2 separate regions of the Pan troglodytes genome follow, and region 1 is linked to region 2. Evidence: chromatin contacts called from public Hi-C data. All regions are on one chromosome and are shown on one strand. The core of a region is the stretch at or near the end of the contact, and the rest is flanking DNA. Distances in the headings are between cores, read along the strand shown. Region 1 holds the start of GADD45A (growth arrest and DNA damage inducible alpha). Region 2 overlaps WLS (Wnt ligand secretion mediator).

The links. A called contact is a pair of places that touch in the nucleus more often than the background predicts.
Region 1: a contact with region 2 is called in a Hi-C map of stem cell-derived neural progenitor cells, with 2.4 times the contacts expected there. The contact joins the promoter of GADD45A here to the enhancer-like site in region 2. A contact is called at or near these places in 1 of 7 Hi-C or Micro-C datasets (stem cell-derived neural progenitor cells) and 1 of 1 datasets of contacts at active chromatin or transcription factors (stem cell-derived excitatory neurons).

The regions. Positions count from the first base shown.
Region 1 is chr1:163,299,697-163,302,646 of NHGRI_mPanTro3-v2.0_pri, reverse strand. It overlaps GADD45A (growth arrest and DNA damage inducible alpha), which reads left to right and starts at 1,564. Exons shown (of 4, transcript XM_513476.7): 1 at 1,564-1,940; 2 at 2,427-2,528; 3 at 2,752-2,950. The coding sequence starts at 1,897.
Region 2 is chr1:162,884,079-162,887,127 of NHGRI_mPanTro3-v2.0_pri, reverse strand. The region is part of intron 11 of WLS (Wnt ligand secretion mediator); the gene reads right to left. Among named protein-coding and RNA genes, the nearest start is that of DIRAS3, 52 kb to the left of the region's middle. Within about 2 kb of position 1,692, at least 7 of the 24 cell types and tissues checked have an H3K27ac peak or open chromatin away from gene starts, as enhancers often do. A contact at or near this core is called in stem cell-derived neural progenitor cells, where this site is marked.

The sequences.
Region 1 (2,950 bases), core at 315-2,814, 420 kb before region 2:
TAAATTTCAATGTTGAGGAATTCTTTAAGAAAGACATCAAATGTTAAGATTTAAGGCATAGATATGAGATACATAGTCATGCTTAGGTGAATTATGCACTGACCATGACCATTTCTTTACTCACATGTTGTCCATGGCTGACAACACAGTGAGAAAATGAGTGCAAAATGACAACTCAAATAAATGAACCAGAAAACCTATCACTTTTCTTTTCCACCAAATTAAGATCAAGAGAGCTGGAGAATATTTTGTCTAGAGTGATAAAAACATAAGGGTGCAAAACTTCCAGGTACCTTTGCAGAAATTACTTCTGTGACCTTTGGCTGTACAGCAAACTTAATAATGCAAGCACTGTTTTGAATGCAAGCATGTGGGAGCCATTTTCACCACTTTTGATGACTTCAGTAGGTTTAAGAAATGTTTTTGCTTTTATTGCATAAACCATAAAACAAAGGAAGGGACTTTTGAACTACTCAGTGAGAGTCTATATATTAAAGTTTGTTTTTCAAAAATGTGTAACTACCATTTGCAGTTTTAAAGGTCTGCTTTCCACCTACAAGTTGCCATTATCTCAAAGGTGAAATTTTAGCATATGACTAAAAACTTCCTATAGTTACAGCTTCATGATTCAGCATCTAACATCAATAATTCACAGTGAGATCATAGGAGGCTCTCTGTGGAAGGTAACGACATACGTTAGGAAAGGAAGCTTAGGGCATATCGAGAGCATTTTGAATTTAGACTTGTGGGCTGTGTGGGTGTCAGATGGTTGTCTCTCAGCTGGTGGGCGTCCAGAAGGATCCTTGTTTGGGCAAGGCTCTTTGAGAAAGGAGAATCTAGGTTGCCAGGGATTCCCACATGTGGTCACCAGCTCCCCACGCACACCAGCTCACGATTTCCCAGTTACACCGGGCAGGTGGGAAACCGTTCTGCTTTCTGTGGAAAAGATTCTAACTTGGTTCCCTGCCATCCCTGAATACAAACGGGTTGGTTTTTCTTTTTTGAGCTTCCAACCCTTGCAGCTTTCCAAAAATAAATCAAACCAGCCATCAGGGCACCGAAATAATACTACTGCTAATAAGCAGCTTCGCCTAGACTTAGATAAACAACACTTCTGAGGTAAACTTTGCCCCGGAGGTCTGGAGACACTTTTTTAATGTAACCTGCTTACTAATAATTACTAGACTTCAGTGCATTAACCCTGGAAATAGATTTTAATAGCCACCCCTTAAAACAAAAGACATGAAAGGATAATAAGAAAAAAGTGCCGCAACTATTATAGAAGAACACTTGGCAGCCTGCTTCAGCCCAAGCTGAGGCCACCTCTAGCCTCTGCTAAAGCCCTCCACTCCCAATGGTCCCCGCCAACCGGATAAGAGTGCGCGCGGGACCCGCCTTCCCCTCTCGGCACCGCCCCCGCCCCCGCCCCCTCGGCTCGCCTCCTGCGTGGCTCCTCCCTTTTCCGCTCCTCTCAACCTGACTCCAGGAGCTGGGGTCAAATTGCTGGGGCAGGCTGATTTGCATAGCCCAATGGCCAAGCTGCATGCAAATGAGGCGGAAGGTGGTTGGCTGAGGGTTGGCAGGATAAGCCCGGAGAGCGGGGCCCTTTGTCCTCCAGTGGCTGGGAGGCAGCTGCCCAATTAGTGTCGTGCGGCCCGTGGCGAGGCGAGGTCCGGGGAGCGAGCGAGCAAGCAAGGCGGGAGGGGTGGCCGGAGCTGCGGCGGCTGGCACAGGAGGAGGAGCCCGGGCGGGCGAGGGGCGGCCGGAGAGCGCCAGGGCCTGAGCTGCCGGAGCGGCGCCTGTGAGTGAGTGCAGAAAGCAGGCGCCCGCGCGCTCGCCGTGGCAGGAGCAGCCCGCACGCCGCGCTCTCTCCCTGGGCGACCTGCAGTTTGCAATATGACTTTGGAGGAATTCTCGGCTGGAGAGCAGAAGACCGAAAGGTGAGTCGGCCTGCGGACTCTTCCGGCCCAAACTTCTCTTACCTACCCCGCGCTCCCCGGTGCAGCCGGGCTGTGGAAGGCTTGCAGGGGAGGAAGCAGAAAAGTTTGCACAGGGCAACTCCCGCCCTTGCTCCCTCGGGACTCTCCGTGGAGCTCCCACGGACTGAAAGAGCGTGCCCCCCAACCCGAACGAGCCCCGCCGGGGCCTTTGCAAAGGGCAGCAGTGGCCGTCGCTGCCCGTGCGGCTCCCGTGGCTGGCAGCCTGTGGCAGGGGCACTCTCGGGACTTCTCACGGGACGCCTGGTCCTTGGGCGTGCAGGGGTCATGGGGGGTGACGGGGCCGCGGGAGCGCCGGGTTTTCGTAGAGCCCAGGTGCGCGGTGGTGCTTGCATTCGAGAGGGAGGGGCGTGGTGCCGGACGAGGGGGGCGGCGATGGCCCCGAGGGCACCGGGGCTGACGGGACCCCTCGCCCTTGCCCGCGTGTAGGATGGATAAGGTGGGGGATGCCCTGGAGGAAGTGCTCAGCAAAGCCCTGAGTCAGCGCACGATCACTGTCGGGGTGTACGAAGCGGCCAAGCTGCTCAACGTGTAAGTGGGGCCCTTGCGCGTCCCCCGTGGCACCCCTTCCCGCCCCAGCCCGGGAGGTCGCCTTGGCTGGGCGCCCCTCGCCCGGCCGGGCCACTTCCTGTCGCTTTTCTGCCTGTCTCGGAGGGGAGGGGGCGAGCGGGCCGGGCGGCGACCCCCAGGGACCCGGGCAGGGGTTGAGGGCGCCCGCGCTGCTGCGCTCACTGGCCCCGCCCGCTGCCCCCAGCGACCCCGATAACGTGGTGTTGTGCCTGCTGGCGGCGGACGAGGACGACGACAGAGATGTGGCTCTGCAGATCCACTTCACCCTGATCCAGGCGTTTTGCTGCGAGAACGACATCAACATCCTGCGCGTCAGCAACCCGGGCCGGCTGGCGGAGCTCCTGCTCTTGGAGACCGACGCTGGCCCCGCGGCGAGCGAGGGC
Region 2 (3,049 bases), core at 443-2,942:
GGGAACGGGAATGTCTGGAAAGAAAGAAAACCTGAAGCTCAGTCCCGATAGGATCACATGAAGCATCACAAAGACAGAAGGGTTGCAGGGCTGAATCCAATTCAACCACTCACTCTAGTGTGTTCCTGAGAGTGCTATCTTCTCTCTCTGACCCTTAAACAAATATGTCTATGTTCACTGTCCAGAATATAATACAAGACAGGGCTTGCTATTATTAAGATGCTGCTTACTAAATGAGGAACTCTGAGATATTGCACAAGAAATCTAGAAACTTCATGAATTGGGGGTGAATCTCCCAATGGTGAAAGTTCAGAAAGACTGGCTGCAAGCGGCTTTGCAAAATACATGTTTATAAACACACTTTCTCTTCCTTTAACAAGGAAAATGATAAAACTTCATAGTTACAGCGAGAAATAATGGGAAACAAAAAATATGCTCTTAACATTTCAATAACTTAATATATTCATTCTACTTAGCTGTTACGGGAGAGAAATCAAATATCTTACTGTTGATTTTCATTTTCCAAAGGACTTTGAACTATATGTGTGTAGGTGGCAGTAAATGCCTTCGTTATGGCTGCTGGGAGCTGCAGACTCTGCACACAGAGGTGTAGGTGGTTAGACTTGTGTTTTCTGGGAAGCAAGGGCAAGTAAGGAGTGTCTACCATGGGCCAGCTATATGCCTTTGGTATTCCATTCAACACCCTCCTCCCTGTGTTACAGGAAACATTTCTCCTCCTGCATTCTTCCCAGCCTATAACAGGACTTTCTGTCCTCTGGGGGATTGGGAAGTTATTTCCTGCCCCTTCCTCTTTTACTTCTTCCCAAGGGAAAGAATGACTTCTCTTCTTAGGGAGGTTGGAGAAGGGTCCTAAACAGCGGGCTCTCTTGTTTAGGCTGACTGTGCACAGGGTGAGACAATTTTTTCATTGCTTCTGCTTTCCTATGGGAAGAACGGTTGAATCCTAGCCTGGGATCTGGAGGTTGATGTCTCTCTTCTTGCTCTCCAGAATTCATTGATTTGAGGCATGCATCTGACCTCCATGTTTCTGCACCACAGACTCAATTCTCCTCATGTGCAGGTCCAGACCCAGCTGGGGTTGTATCATTTTGAAGGTCATCTGATCGCAGGTCCACTTTAAGGGCTCCTACTCAACAACCAATAAAGGTCCTATATTCATCTGTATTTGCTGAAATATGACTATTTCTCAATTGGTTCAGAATCAGAGAAGCTCTACTACCCAGAAGAGTTGGAACGGGCCTTGAAATGTAACCCAAGCATCTTATTATGCAGGTAAAAAGCCAAAAATCGTATGCCCCTCTTGCCAGCTGACCTTCCCAGACCCCACCCAGGTCTGGCCACACAATAATGTGCATTGCCCAAGGTGGCTTGATTGCCTGGTCTGGCAGCTGGAGGAGTGGGCCCTGCCCCTGACCTCACTGTGTCTTGGCTTTGTCCAAGTAGACCCCTTGCCTTGGATTGTTTTGTGCCTAATGTTTTCACTCATTTTAGAAACACCTGCATCTTTCTTCCCCTGGCAGTGCTCTGAACCCTTTTTTTTTGCGGGGGGCACTGTCACCAGCGTCTTGAGATATGTTCCTGTTCTGTATCTGACCCCAGTGGACCGGAACCTGCACGTAGGTCTGCTGCCTCCCTGCCTAGCGCTCTTTCTGCTCCCACCAGGGTGCATACCTCTGTGAATTACATGGCTGGACTTCTCTTAACATCAGACTCTATTAACTAGAACAATAGTTTTATCTCATCCTGTGATTCAAAGACGGTTGCTAGGGAAACCAGTGGGGATATGTTTAATCTGTAAATCCTGTAATTGCCCTAAAGTAGCAACAATTCATGTGCTTGCTTCAAAAGGATTTGGACTGAACTGACTGGGAAGCAGGTGAGTGAAGAAGAACAATCACAGGTTGGCTCCCCTTGTGATCTGTTCACATTCCTCATAAGGTGTTTTCTCCTGCTGCTTTGCCAAAAAGCTAAAGGGATTAAAGAGGGAACACTGCGGTGCCCTTCTAATGGACCAGGAAAGCTAGAAAGACAAAATTATGCAGTTCTTCTCTTCTTATGGATTCAAGTGGTCAGAGCTGAGTGATTGGAGGCTGTACTGGTGGTGATGGAGAGAGATAAGAGGATAAATACTCCATTTTATTTTAAAATGGATTCAGAATCCTATAATTGTAGTTTGTAGGGGGCCACTAACTCCAAATGAGGAGAAGCAAGGTATTTGGGAAGTCTTGTCAGAGGAGACCAGGGTGGTGTAAGCATAGGAGCACAGAGTCGGGTTTGGAGGCGCGCCCAGCATCATCCCCGCCAAGCCTTTGCTTAATCCACAGCAGTATTCAGTGGATCACCCACATGCTGCTCGGGCACTGCCAAAAATGGAGAACTTGCTCCTTCCCAGAGCAGCTCATTTTGTTTTTAAACAGCCCTGATTGTTAGAAGATCTGCCTTAAATTGAACTGAAAAATGGGGTGCCGGGGGCAGGGGACAATTTTCCTCCTTGACTTGGCTGTCTGGCGGAGCTCACAAAGGTTTCTTCATAAGACATGCCCTACCTCCGTCACAGGGCCCACACCCAGCAAGCCACACTGGCTCAAGGGCCCAGAACTATCCAGACCGTTGAAGAGTCCCACCTTGAGGCACAGGAGAGAAGCAGTAGGGAGAAAACTGAACATTCCTTGATGTAGTGTTTGATTAAGAATAAAATGCACAGCTTCTGTCTCTCGGGGCCCTGCAATGTTTGTGATTTAAAAAAAAAAGCAAAATCTAAGTGCAGACCCTGTTTCCCAGGAGAAAAGTCACACGAAACTCTTCTTTATACAAAATGGTTCTGAGAATCATCACTACCATTATCGGTGGAGATGACTCAGTATTCTAGACTTAGCTAGTTATGCAAAGTCCAGGGAGGTCATTGTGCTCTCTTTTGGAAACATAATAGTTCCATTAATGCAGCTGAATATCACATTTGCTCTGAGCAGCTGCATCCCACTGCTGACTCATGTTGAGCTCTACAATCAGTGAAAACTTGGAGGGTATT